Regions from separate parts of the Ovis aries genome. Here region 1 is linked to region 2. Evidence: chromatin contacts called from public Hi-C data. All regions are on one chromosome and are shown on one strand. Each heading gives the region's core, a stretch centred on a gene start, on an enhancer-like site or on the middle of the called end of the contact. The rest is flanking DNA. Distances are from core to core; before and after follow the strand shown. Region 1 holds the start of LARGE1 (LARGE xylosyl- and glucuronyltransferase 1). Region 2 overlaps LARGE1 (LARGE xylosyl- and glucuronyltransferase 1).

Region 1 (7,531 bases), core at 4,270-6,769, 100 kb before region 2:
TTCCTATACTTCTCCCTTCCAAAAGTTCAAAAAAAATTTCCCTCTTTAAAAAAGTTAATTATTTTTCTCAAAAACCTATCATCAAGGCCAGAAAGCAGATTCAGTCAGAAGCTCCCTAGAGTCTAAAACTGAGGAAAAACACTTTAATACTGAGGAAGGTCTTGTTTATAACTGCCTCTAGATTTAATCTAAACTCAGTGGATAAAAGGGTATATTAGGACTTTCCACAAAATTTATTCTTTTATTCTCTTATTTCAAGTGCACATTTGTAATGACCCACAGTAATAGTGTGGGGTGTTTTCCATTCCATCTTAAAACAATTCAAGGATAATGAATTAGTGCCTAAGTAAAGGACCATTGTTACTCTTGTACTTTAAATTCGTCTCTTTAGCACTGATGTTTCCTTCCTGTCTTCAGAGGGGCTTTGGGTTCCCAGTTGAGCAGTTTGTCATAAGGTGATCAGGGTGCTATATACCTGACAAGGTTTTCCTCTAATGGATGTTCACAGTCAGTGAGTGAATAAACTCTCTCTCCTAAAGACAATAGGATTCTCCATCTAAAACCAAATTTGTTCTCATTAGCTGGCTCTGAGGCTTCCAGTGGCAAGTTTTCTGGATGTTAATAATGCTATTTTGAGAATACCTGTACCTTACCTACTTAATGAACATGATGATGGAAAAGCAAACTATTTTCCATTCCACTAAGAAAGACTTCATGCCCATTCCCTGTCTCATGTTTCAGTTCTAGACTTGCTTTGCTTTTTGTGAAATTATGTTCAAATCACACTTCCATTAGTGTTAATTTGGTGGCTTTTGCAATGCTCTTTAATTCTTCAGCTAGCAAGTAGCTTGTTCCCTGCTTATCCTTGATGGAGGCATTTTGTTTGGCTCAGGAATGTCTTTTGAATACTGGCTTCAGTGACAGAAGAGTGTCACAAATGGTGCTTAAACTTACACTTGAAATGTATCTGGAGAGGACATCTGTTGTATCAGCAGACTATTTCTACAGTACTGGTTAATTAAAGGATAATCAGGCTTCTCCATATATGTGCAACCTGAGTGCCGTTTGATTCTTGATCCTCATAAAATCTTAACCTTATTTACTGGGAAGATGTGGGAAATACATTATGTGACAGCTAAGGATTTGGAAGCCTTGAAAACGTGATTGCTAGATATTAAAGTCTAGGAAAAATTTGGGGCAACTTTATATATGGTCAGGCTGATATTCAGCTGTTTTGACAAATAAAACATTATTTGTTAAAATATTGAAACACTTCCACATTGGCTGTTAAGTGTTTCCAGAGGTAAGCTCCCCGCCATACACCATTCCTGCTATACCCTGCCTCACACCCCAGCAGCCACTGTTTTTCCCCCAAGGAATCTCCATATTCCTCCCACCTCTAAAATTTTACCATTAAATCCACTAAAGACTTAACACCTGGCCTTCCAGGTTCTTCTGATCTCGAGGAGATAGAAGTGAGCAATGGCTTGGAGCGAAATCTTAGTTCCCTGCCCAGGCAATGTACTTAGGAAGCCTGGGTGAAAAAACCAGAAATCCTAGCCACTAGACCAGCAAGGGTTACAGGCCAGAGGCAAAGTTTCCCTGGCTTTTGCTCCATTTGAAAGCAAAAATGTTTCAAGGAAGCAAAAACTGTAAAAACAAGTAAAAAGTTTGTTATTAGAGACATAGCCTAACAAGTTGGAGAGGGCACAGAGAAATAGTTTATTGAAGACAGAAGCAAGGCAGAAATGCACACCCGGAGAGAAAAGGGTGTAGGCATCCTCCCTAGTGGGGAGGAGTGCCCCAGAGAGGTGACCATTACTTACATAGAGTACTTCTTCTGGGCCTGTGTTTCCCTTTGGCCAATTACCTCATTACCTTCACAACATCTGACTTGTCCTAGGTCCCTCCTTGGCATGCATGCATATCTTTTAGCCAAGAAGGATTCCAGCACAGAGGCCTATGGGAAGGTTGACAACATCCCTTATGGGGTGGCACCCCTCCCTTTTGACCCCTAAGGAGACTTTCTGCGCATGTGTAGTCGAGGAAGTCTCCTTGACCTGGAGAATGAGAAATACACGGTTTCTTTATCTTTTATTCAAGCAGGACTCAGCTCTTCCTCACTCCTGTCATCACCTTTATCTTGGAGTGTCTGTCCACAGGGGACAGTTTTCATCTTCTCAGCCTGGGGACCTTCTATCTCCAGCCTCACTTCCAGGACTTTGGTTATTGCTAGTGCCCCTATGACTAGCTGGCTTTCCATAAGTTGGCCGGTGGATGTTCTGCTGTACAGGTTGCTTAAAGTTTTTGCATGTCACCCCTGTGAGGATTCATTCATCTTGCTACCTATCACTTGAACATTCAAAGCATTCAGAAAACAGCCCTACAGTCTTAGAAGGGAGGTTCTATTTGGAACAGTAAAAATAACTGAGTCGACTTAATGTGGGTAAGACTATCTGGCCACTTTCGTCTCAATGAATGCCATATTCCTTTTACTGTTATATTTTTTGGAGGTAAGCAGAGTGGGGCACATATTCTTCACTCAGCAGTCAAAATGAGACTCTGGTCTTTTAAGACGTAATGCTCAGTTTGCCTCCAAACTTTGCACCATGCTCCTACCTTGTTTTTAGATTCCAATTTCATTAGTACCCAGAAAATAAGACCTGGAAAAACAGAGGTGACAACAGGTTTTTCTCCTTCCTCTTTGAGATGCTTTTAGGGCCCCCTAGTGGCTGTTTTGAAATAGGTTTCTTATGATTAGATCTCCTTGACCCTGATTTTTTTTTTTTTTTTTTTGAAAAGAGACCTTTTTGAATCTCTCCTGTGACAGGTGCGATAACAGTATGGAGATAAATAGATAACAGTCGGTTTAGAGGGCTCAATATTTTTTTCAATTCTCAGCTCTTAGCAAAAGCAGTGCAGATTCCTTAGAAATAACAGATATATCACCTTCCTATTCTATTCTGCATTCCTCATACTATATCATAGCTGAAATCCTTTGAAGACATTTATATCTGGTTTATGTCAAAGGGCTATAATTCATAGGCAAGTACATCCTACTTTTGGAGATAAAGATATAGATACAGGTATAGATAAAATCTCCCACTGGAGGGGCGAAGGAATTCTTCAAATGTGGGGTTTGACGTGATATTAACTAACAGAAGGGGTTCAGTTTGTGGAATAATTCAGTCTGGCAACATTCCTATCGTTTACAGTATTAGATATTCCACTGACTTTAAAACACTGCAAAACTGAATTGAGAGGAAAGCTTTTACATGTTTAAGGTGCTTACTGACTGATGCAAATAATTTTTGTGAAATCTCTGAATAATGAATGTACGTTACTGATCAAGGTGACTATTATTCCCTCCCCTACCATAGTCATATTTTTCCTTCTAAAATCCAATCTCAAGAATGCACTACATTGGGGGTAATTATAATGGAGATGTTTATTTCCCACATGCTTATCTTTTAGTTTCTGATGTCATTCTATTATTTTCCCCTTCGCTTGTAAATTTCAGGTCTCTCCTTTGTCAGTCACATTACTCTTATTCATATGCTAATGTAATAATGTATTTTACACCACTAATGAATTGAAGCAAAGCAATGAATAAAAAGAAAGCCCAAATTCTTGCCTTAAGTTTACCCGGTTCTGAGGCGAGGGTTGGACTAGGGGGGAGTAGGAGAAACCAAGGACAGTCGGCCGCAAGAAAAACGATCCCCTTGTTTTCAGCGAGTTCTAGAACAGAGCTGCACGTCACAGGAAGAAAGGAGCAGCTTTCGAGCTAAAAGGCTTGGCATTAAACTTTGACACTTTAATGGCCTCTAAGGATATTAGATAATATTTTATCATTTAATGTTCTCCGACATTAAATGGCATCAAAACCAGAGATCTCCTATCCCTGCAAATGTGCAGGGTCAGACTCGTCCCCGCGGAGATAAGACAGCAGGACCCCAGCTTCGTAGTTAACTTATCCCAAAGCTCCAATGCAAACGTTTTTTACTCCTTCGCCGGCGCCGCTGCTGTGCAACCACTACCTTCTTTTAGCATTCTCCTCGGCTCGGTGTGCCACAGAGATTAGGTAAACTGCGCTCCGGAGCTGGACAAGAGCGGGTGGTGGTGTTGCTCGCGGTGTAAGTTGGGGTGGGTGGGTTGGGGAGTCGTTGCTAAAAGAGGCTGGAAAGAAAGGGGAGGGTAGGGGGAAGGGTCCTGGTGATGATTCTGGTTACTGAGGCAGGAGTCAGCTCCCGAGCCGAGCAAGGGACAAACCTCCGGAGCCCTTGGGTCCCCAGCCTGACCTCTGGGGAATGTGGTCAGCGCAGCACCCTGAGCTCGGCGTCGGCGTCCTTTCCTTACGCACCCATTCCCTTCCCCACCCTTGCACTTTCTTATTTGCCTCCTTTCCTTGCCTCTTCCAAGAACTAGGGTGGGCTTTCCGCTGCCTCCTCTGAAACCCAGGCTAAGAGAGCGCCGCGCGGAGGCGAGGCAGAGACCCGGTTGCCCACCCGGCGGGGGAGCGGTGGGGACCCTGGGGGAAGGGGACCCCAGAAGCCCTGGGACCGAGCTGAGGAAAAACCCAGGAGCTGGATTGCGCGCCGGAGCTCCGGGCTCCCAGAGTTGTCCATCCTTCTCCCTGTCTCTCTGCTTTCTCCGTCTCTGGGTTTTCTCTCCGGGCCTCCACGTTCCAGCCACCCTCACCACCCCCCTCCCCTCAACCCCCAGCCCAGCCGATTTCACCCTTTCCTTCCTATAGAGAAGTCTCGGCGACCCACGCTGGTCTTTAGGATTGGGAGTCTGGAAGTCCATTCAATGGGATCCTGCGCTCGGGATTCTTGCGCCGAGAGGGAAAGAGCAAGAATGAAATCAGAACAGGGAGGGGGCGTGTTGTGCTTGCATGGGTTGTGTGTGTAGCGTGGGGGGGAGGGGGGGAAGGGGCGCAAAGAAATGCAGTTTCCCCGAAAGAATAGGGAGCCTTGGACCGGATTCTCGAATACGTAGCTCCAAATGATGCTGTCAAAGCCCTTCAACGTGGCTTCTCGCAGCCTCAGCCTGTCCCATATCCTGCCCACCTTCGAGAAGAGCGGCGACCCGAGTAGAAGTGGAGGCAGGGAAACTTCCTACTTCCCACGACGGCTGCTTTGTACAAGCAGGCGTGGACAGGCTGCACGGCCTTGTGAGCTTGCAAGGAGTCTCTACAGCAGCAGCTGCGGACCCGTCCCGCTTCCCTTCCCCCTCTTTCCGCGAGGCTCGCCAAGCCCGAGGCGGCCGGGAGCGGCCCGGCTGGGGAGGGAGAAGGGCGGGGAGCTCCCAGTTTGCACCCTTTCATCTCGGCCCGGGCCAGAATCCCGGCTCCGGGTGTTGCTTCCGCCTGCGTGCGAGAGAGCAGAAGAAGTAGAAAGGAGGAGCCTCGCCCGGGGGCGGAGCCTAGGCAGGGGGCGGCCGCTAGGTCCGTGAGGCTGAGGCGCCTGCAATTGGCCGGTCCCGCCGTCACGGGGTGGAGGCGGGCGCCGAGGCGGGCACTGGCCCCGCCCCCGCTCGGAGCCCGGCCGGGGCTCGCGGTCCCCCCCAGCTGCACAGACATGACACAGACACACAGTCACTGCAGCTGCTGAGCGAGCCCGGCGCCCTGGGCACGCGGCGGCGGGGCCAGCCCGGATCCCGGACCCCAGCGCTCGCCCGTCCGAACCCCCGCCGGGCCCCGCGCGGCAGCCCCCGCCTGGTCCGGCGCACGAGGCGGGGATCGCGCGCCGGCTCCGGCCAGCGGCGCCCGGCTGCCTGCGGCGGCTGCAGCGACCGCCCAGCTTCGAGTGCCGGGCGCTCGGCGAAGCCGGCGCGTTTCGTAGGCGGCGGCGGCGGCCGAGGCCGGCGAGCGCTCCCGGAGGCAGCGGGGCCGCCCGCCTCGGCTCCCCGCACCCACAGCTCTGCGCCCCGCCTCCGCTCCGGTGACCTTCCCGGGGCGCCTCCCCCGGCCCCGCGCCCCCGGCCCCGCGCCCCAGGCCGGGGCGAGGCCCTCTCCAGCGTCTCCTTACCGCGGAGCCGCGGGCGGGCGGCGCAGGCCCGGGGGGAGGGGGCGCCGCGGCCGGTTGCAGCCCCTCGCCGCCGAGCTCTCGGCGCCCGGCCCGGCCCGACTGCTGCCGCTCCGCCGCCGCGCGGGAGCCCAGGCGCCCGAAGCTGGGGGCGCGGTTGCGCTCGCCCGGCCGGGCTGGGAGCGGGCAGGCCCTGCCCTGAAGGGGCGAAGCGGCCCCGGGGAGCGCGGGAGGTGGAGCCGGCCCCGGCGGCCGCCCCGCGTCTCTCCCCAGCGCCACCTCCCCGGAGTCAGCCCTTGGCAGACCCAGACCCCATCCCATGCGGGGCGCCCCCGGCTCGGAAGAGTCCGGGGGGCAGGGAGCAGCCCCAGGCAGCAGTGCCCAAGGGAGAAGAAGAAACGGTGCTCAGCTCGGGCGGCCAGGACCCTTCCCGCCGCCTTCGGAGGCGGGGGCTGCCCCGAAGTCTGCGCTTGGCACCGCCGCTCGGACTCCGGCAGCGCCTGCTGGGACCCCGACCCGGAACCCCTGCGCCTCGTAGGCGGCGGCGCCTCCGCGCCACCCGGCTCTTCCGCGGTCTCCCTCTGCCCAGCGGCAGTCGCGGCCAAGGTAGGAACCCCGGGGGTGCGAGAGAGCCAGCGCGGGGGCTCCCTGGTGAGCGGCGCCGGACAAGTTCTCCCGACCTGTGGCTGGTACTCCCTGTACTCAGGATGCTGGAGAAGAGGGAGGGAGTGAGGGAACACCCTCTGCCGCCTGGGCCCAGAGCCCTGGAGAGGCTGGAGTGAGAAGTCGCCGAGTTTCTGGAGTCTTGCAGGACTCGTCCCCGGGCCTGCCCTCCTCCTAGGCTCTCGGGCTAACTGGGAGCAAGGAGGAATTTCCCGTTAACACCGGGAGGTGTTGTCCCCTCACCCTTCCCCATGCTGCTTGTTAGCTGAGAGCATCTGTGCTTTAGGGGAACCTGCTGTATTTGAAGCTGTCCCTTTGGGCGATCCCCACCTGCCTTTCCAGGCGTGATGCTGTGAAGAACTTTTCTTTGCTCCATGTTGCAGAGTCGAGGCCGATTTGGGGTGAGAGCCACAGATTGCGAGTCCCTCCATTGGACAGAGCCACTTGGATGACGGTGGTAGCTGGAGGCAGGAAACCCCATCAGTATCACCCCTATTAGACAAACCTGCTTGTGAGGGATGGTCTCTGGGTAGCGATCCAGTCTTGTGAAAGTCATTGTTTCTGAAGGGTGGAATGACTCCAAAGTTTGTACATTCTTAAGTTGTTTTGTTTACTGCCTTAGCACCTTCTTTGAAATTTTCCTCTTAAGGAACCTCAGTCCCCGCAAGCCTACCCTTGCCAGTTTGAAATTTATTGAACCCGTGAGCTTTCCTTGGAACGATCTGATTTTAAATGGGTCACCTAGGAGGGAGCAGATTGTCTCTCCTGCCCTGAATATGTCCCCCCGGGTGACCCTGTTAATGGGGATGGATTTTTTTTTCTTTTGTCCCTGAACTGATGTA
Region 2 (6,991 bases), core at 432-2,931:
GATTGGAGCCGTGTAGGCGCCAAGACACAGGCTGCTGGCAGTCTCTAGGAGCTGAGAGAGGCGAGGAGCAGATTCTCCCCTGGAGCTAGCACAGCCCTGTGACACCTCAAGTTTGGATTTCCGGCCTCTCAAGCTGTGAGAGAGTAAGTTTCTGTTCTTTTAAGCCACCAAGTTTGTATCACAGCAGATAGGGGATTTTCGTTGTCATGGTGTTTAATCACTAACTCACATCAGACCCTTTTATGACCCTTTGGACTGCGGCCCTCCAGGCTCCCCTGTTCATAGGATTTCCCAGGCAAGGGTACTAGAGTGAACTACCATTTCCTCCTCCAAGGAATCTTCCTGACCTTGGGACTGAACCCAAGGCTCCTGCATTGGCGGGTGGATTCTTTCCCACTGAGCCACCAGGGAAGCCCAAGGGGATCTTTTTTTTAAATCAGGATTTAATAGAAATTAAAAAGAAGCTGTAAAAAAAAAAAGAGAGAGAGAGAGAAATGGCTATGTCTGTGTATTAAGGATGTCCTGGATAGCAGGTCTGTCTGTCCTTGGAATCAAGGTGTGGGACAGGCGGGGTTTGGGTCCTCAGCTCTGGCCTTCCCCAGCTCTGTTCTGATAATCTCCTAACCCTCCTGCTCTGTCTTCTCCCTCAAGAGTGGCAGTTCCTGTCTCGCATTCCCAGCCGCTTCCTCCACACCATGATGCTCCCCCACACCAGCACCTGCTCCTTTGTTCTCACTAATTGCAGCGGGGGAGATTAGCAGCATCCAGTCCCTTTTGGAGTTGGGATGGACCGGTGGTGGGAAGAACCAGGTGGGCTTTCTCCTCTGTCTCTGTCCCCACCCAGTGCCTGGAGACCAGACAAATATCCCAATTCTGAAATGAGCAAACTGGCCTCTGGAATGTTCCTTTATGATGTTTTTCCTTTAGGGCCCCTCCATAGTTTCGTGCAGCAAAGGCCAGCGTTCTCTGCAAGGTGCTCTTGCAGAGCTGCCTGGGATGCTTAGTCGTTAAGTTACCCATTTACTGGTCAACCACCGGAAGCATAAAAATGGGAACAGGAGTGCCTCACGCTCTCAATTCATGTTTATAGGTGAAAGAATAGAGATGAACAGGTAAGTCATGGACTCAGAGAAATAGATATAACAAAGAAACATCAGTCAATAAAATGCTAGCAAGATTCAGGGGACTGTATGTCTCATGGGACAAGTGACATGAACTTTTGGTTCTGTTGTTTTCTAGTCTGTGAAGTGAGGGTAATAATATCTACCTTATGAGACTATTCTAAGGATTAGATGGGGTAATTGTATAAGTGAAGTACCTAGCCCAGTACACAGTATAATGGCATTTTTGAAATTAGTGAACACTCAGTAATTGGCTGCAGTTTTTGTTCACTGTTAGGTAATGTACTTAATGCAGATAAAGAATGCATTGTCATGGGTCGTGGGATGCCCTGGGGTAACTGTAAAGTCTTGTACCAAGATCTGCCCTTTAATCAGGACAGGGAGCATGAAGTACTGATGACTCAGTTGGAACAAGGATATCTTGACCCAAAGGGCTGCAAAAAAAGCTCTGCCCACCAGTGGACCTGGCCAGAAAATTCCTCCCTGTCTAAGGGGAAGGCCAAAGAGGACAGAGGGTGCTGTTGGCTTTGGGCAGACGCATCTGTCCGTGGTCACAGTGTCTCTAGGCATGAGTCACTGGCTCTGTCCTCACATAGAGGGCAAGGACAGGGGACACGCCATGTCATCGGACCTCACCGATGAGGTGGGTGGAGCTCTGTTCTTGTAGAAGGATGGCTGGGTCTAATTCCTTCTCTAGTGACAAGCTTCATGTAAACTTGGGCAAGTTGTCATAAAGATTTTCTCTTTCTTGATATCCAGCAAGAGGGTTAACTGAGATGAATATGTATTGACCTTTACTCTGTACCAGGCAGTGTAGTAGGTTCTGGGAAGACAAGAGGAAAAGACATGGTCTCTATCCTTGGGTCTTTGGGCAGCTTAGAGCTCCTAGTAGACTTGCACTGCAGGGAAGCGGCAGTGACAGGTGCCCTCTGGTTCTGTGGATGTATTTACACACACACACAAACACACACACACACACACGCACCCCTTGGGCAGCCAAGGTGTGTGTCATGGTCTGAATATAAGCTTATGCAGTTTTCTCATGGGAAGGCCTCTTGGCTGATGACTCATGTTCTTGTTATTTTTTTTAATATACCATTTATATTTATCAGGATGGATCGGGTTATGCTATTTATACTAACAGCCCCCAAATCTCTGTGGTTTAAATAACAGAGATGCATTTCTTACTCATATTAACAGTTCCATCTGTGGTGGGTGTGTGTATGTGGAGGATGAGGTCCTGCCCTATGTTGCTTTCTGGGTCCCAGGCGGGTCCCAGCACTCGAATGTCAGAGCTCACAGTGGCCAGAGGAAGCTGGAACCTGAGGAGTCATGTTCTGGCTCTTGAAGACTTCTGCTCCTAGTTCAGTGGCCAGAGCTAGTCACCCAGGCACTGTTCACTTCCAGGAGTTAGGGAAGATCGAGCCTACCTGTGATGGGGAGAGGAGAAACCAGTGAATTCCTGACAGCCTGAAGGACTTCTACGCTACACCGACTGGCTTCAGGTTTGAATTCTTCAGCTAGAGAATATAACATAATGGTGTCTTTGAAAGAGGAGCTCGAGAAGCTGGTCAGAAACATGAGAGACGAGTGGGTCTGACCTCTCGGAAAAGTGCCAGGAAAGCTGTGTCCACAACTATAAGGTCAAGTAGATCTACTGTGTAGGACTCTTTGTAACTCCCAAGGGCACACCTAATGCCATTGAAGCTTAAGTAAAATTTAGTGCTGCACAGTTCCTTTGCCAGGCACCATGTCAAGGTAAGGGATACATGATTAACTGGGATCATTAAGAAAAATTTAGGATATATTTATTATATTGATTATAAGATCAGGGAAGCATCTTTTTGCATAGTTAAAACTAAATGTTTTAGCAATATAAACAGTAAGACTTTTGTTACCTAAAAAAATTCTCTTAAATGGTACCTGGGGAATTGGAGCATCGCTGTTTCTCATTTTGCATTTCCTTCCTGTACAGTTTGTAAGTGCTGAATCATGTGGGTCGTCTTCTGTTTCACTCCCTTTTTCTCATTTTCTTTCTTATTCATCATGCTTATGACTGTTGAGCATTTCTAGTAATGCATTGAAATTGAGCCACTTTGATATAAGCATTTATGTGTACATACACATGTACACACACACACACACACACACACACACACACACACCTGCCTGCTAGGAGATATGTGGGCTTTACCAAACAGAAACTCATCGGTTGGGGTCAGAGAAGGCACATGGCATCATTTTGGAGTAATTGTGCCTGTTAATTTCTACTCTGTTTTCCTCACATGCTCTTAGTCTTCCTTTGTGCAGGTGGTTGGAAAGAAAGCTTCTTAGATACCTTTGGCTCACTTTCGTGGAGGTCTTTACTACCCAGTTAGTCAAACAGACATTTATCAGACATGGTCTTTACAACCAATGCATGGTGTGGGGAAAAAAAGAGTAGTGTCAGGTATGACCCACCCCCACTCTCTGGTAGTTTATAATTTAGGGATGGGGACATAAACTAGTAGGCACCTGCTGTGTGCCAGGCACTGTTCCAAGCCTATTCTGGATACATCATCTCATGTAAACCTATAATAGTCTCCAATAGCTTCTGTTTTTTTCTACTTTGTGATGAAGAGATTGAAACTTAGAGAAGACCACTGAGATTGTCATGCCTATGTAATAAGTGATAGCATTTATAAACAAAGCTAGAATTCTCTTTTAAATCCAGTCTGTGCTCTTACCACAATGCCTGCCAGCCAACACAAAGCAGTTAGAGAACCCTATGGCAGAGTAGGCTCTCAAGACAGCAGAGATTTTTGTTTGATGTCTTCACCATTGTGTTTCCAGGGACTAAGTAAGAGCCTGCTACAGATGCAGTGATGATCAAGGTCTCCTGCCTTCAAGGAGTGTATAGTCCAGAGTGGTGAAACTGACAAGTGCATTTATCGTATCAGTGTGGGGTATTGTGGACCTCAGTGCAGAGGAGGGTGCATCCCATGAAGGTTTTCAATAGACGTATGGGTTTTAGACAGTGTGCATCTTGAGCAGCAGCCTGGAGAAAGACTGGAGGGGGCAAATATGGAGGTAATAAGGCCAGTCAAAACCTTGAATGAGTATAAATGAGAAGGGACTGGATCCAGACAGTAGCAGTGGGATGATGTTACAAGGGGTGGCAATGGAGATGTTAAGCATCGGCAATAAAGGAGCGAGAAGAACCTGGGAAGACCTGCACATTCCTGGCTTGTGCAACTAGGCGGATGATAGTGGACAAGGAGGAAGACCAGGTTTGACCAAAAAGATCCTTCCATGGGATGAGAACCTCCAAAGCCCAGGTTCTGTATTAAGGGCTTGTCTGGTGACTCAGTGGTAAAGAATCCTCCTGCCAGTGCAGGAGATGCAGGAAACGTGGGGTTGGTCCCCGGGTGGGGGAGATCCCCTAGAGGAGGAAATGGCAATCCGCTCCAGTATTCTTGCCCAGAGAATCCTGTGGACAGAGGAACCTGGCGGGCTACAGTCTGTGGGATCGCAAAGAGTTGGATACGACTGAGCACGCACACAGCATGCACACACCTGGTTCTATATTAGCTTTTTGACCTTGGGCAGAATTCTTAACCCCTGAGCCTTAGATTCTTATACTGTGGAAATACTAATTATACCTGCGTCGTAAGGTTATTGTAAGGATGGTATGAAATCATACACATAAAGCACTTAAAGTTTGACATGTAAATGCTGGCTGTTGGTAATTATTAATAATTAATAATGAATAACTAATGATGAATATGGATAAACTTATGGTAGTGGAGAAGTTAATATCTGGTAACCTGTATTCTCGTTTTAACGAGTTGTGGCAAAAAGCTATAGGAAAAAATAAAGAGAGGAGGAAAATTATTAATCAAGTATCTGTTATGCTGCCAGGGTCTGTGTCTGGTCCTATACACTGTGTTTTGCAAATTTTCATTGTTTAATTATCATAACCATCTGTCAAGCTAAGAAAATGGTGCCTTAGGTAGAAGCCAGCCGAGTAGACCCAAGAATGTCTAATGACTCAAGATGTTTATTTCTCATTCTCAGAATGAGTATGTTGGGAGAATAAAGGAGGGGATGTCTCTGCTCCACACAGTGACTCGGGCCACAGGAAAGCTATCGTCTGCAAGTGATATCTAAGCTCTGGACAGCAGAGAGCAAGATCGCGAGCAGTGAGTATGGGACCACATCTTTGCTGCTCACTTCCCACTGGTTAGAATTTTGTCAGATAGATGAACTCCAGGAGAGAGTGGAGGACAGAGGAGCTGGGCGTGCCACAGTCCATGGAGTCGCCAAGAGTCAGACATGACTTAGTGACTGAGCAACAGCACCTCTCACGGCATGGAGGCTGGGGAATTGTCTCACCCTGACCAGGGTCCGCTGGACAGTTGCCCTTCTCCAGAAGAGGCCCAATTTATAGATGAAGAAACTGAATTTTTGAAAAACTAACAGACTTCTTTAAGGGCACATTGATTATTTACAGGGATGTAAGATTCATGTTCAAGTTTGTCTCCCCCCATCAACCCCCTACGGGACATGTAGAGGATGGTTAGGGAGGCTGTGTGGGTTAAATGAAGTGGATTTGGTTGGATTAAGTACTTGATAAAGTATGTATGTAAGTAAGTAATAAAGGAAGGATATTGGAAGGCAAGGTTGTTGAGTCAGCTCCTAGAGGATGTGGAGGGCTTGGAGCTGGTACCAAGGGGGCGTGGTGGTGCAGGTTGTTGGCATCAAGGGAATGAATGACTTGGTAAACCAGTAGTGTGGGTGAGTAGCCACAGTCCTGCTGGAGTTGCCCTGGATGGCAGTATATGTTGAAAATGGAGGAGCTGAGATTTCCTAAAGGACAGCAGTGAGATACAGAGCTTGTGGCCAGAAAGCCTAAACTTCAAAAAACAGTCATCTTGAGCATTTGTATATGTGCACTGTTTCTTAGCTTGGCCATGAATATTATAGAATATTAAACCGATGGTGAGCTTTGAGCTCACGTGCCACAGGGAGGAAATAAAATGTGATGTGATGATGGGCCTGACAGAAATTGGCTGTTGTGATCAATATCTTTGGATTACAGAGACCACAGGGGCCTGTGTGAACTTTCAAGTTGCTTGCCATCTGGAATCAGGCTGCTGCTGAAATCGATGAGTCCAGTTCTCTTCAAACTGGTGGTCTTTGAAGTTGCTTTTGAACGTGGGGATAAATCCGTGCATCAACATGTATTTATTGAGCATGTACCACGTGCCCAAATATTTTCAGCACCAGTTCTTAGGATGACAATGGGGAACAGGAATGAGGAATAGTCTGCAGCCTTGGCTGGAATCCAGTTGTAGAGAGGATGCCCTCCTGGGGAGTGGTTGAGGGATCACAGAAAAAGCCCTAGATGTTGGGATGACCTAAATTCTCATCCACTGAGTTCTGTGAGCCTTTGACAAGTTACTGGGTTGGCTGGTCTTTGGGTGTCTCATCCATTTAACAGTGGACTTCTCTGGTGGCTCAGATGGTAAAGAATCTGCCTGCAATGTGGAAGATCCAGGTTCAGTCCCTGGGTCAGGAAGATCCCCTGAAGAAGGGAATGGCTACCCCCTCCAGTATTCTTGCCTCCAGAATTCCGTGGACAGAGGAACCTGGCGGCTACAGTTCATAGGGTTACAAAAGAGTCAGACACAACTTACCAACTAAACAACAACAACAATAGCAAATATTGTGAATGAGTGTGTGCACTCAAATAAACCACCTGTATTTTTTTTTAATGAAAGATTTTCTCCTACTTTTTGCATTAAAAATGCCCTGACTGTTGAAGGACTGTTAAACATACACATGAACAAATTTTATAAACTGCACTCTGACCCTGCACCATTCATTGA

The links. A called contact is a pair of places that touch in the nucleus more often than the background predicts.
Region 1: a Hi-C map of muscle shows a contact between it and region 2, with 3 times the contacts expected there. The contact joins the promoter of LARGE1 here to the enhancer-like site in region 2. A contact is called at or near these places in 2 of 16 Hi-C or Micro-C datasets (muscle and skin fibroblasts).

What each region holds. Positions count from the first base shown.
Region 1 is chr3:178,019,183-178,026,713 of ARS-UI_Ramb_v3.0, reverse strand. LARGE1 (LARGE xylosyl- and glucuronyltransferase 1) reads left to right here and starts at 5,519. Exons shown (of 18, transcript XM_060414116.1): 1 at 5,519-6,632.
Region 2 is chr3:177,910,896-177,917,886 of ARS-UI_Ramb_v3.0, reverse strand. It overlaps LARGE1 (LARGE xylosyl- and glucuronyltransferase 1), which reads left to right. Exons shown (of 18, transcript XM_060414116.1): 4 at 5,178-5,302. Among named protein-coding and RNA genes, the nearest start is that of LARGE1, 110 kb to the left of the region's middle. Within about 2 kb of position 1,681, at least 20 of the 54 cell types and tissues checked have an H3K27ac peak or open chromatin away from gene starts, as enhancers often do. A contact at or near this core is called in muscle, where this site is marked.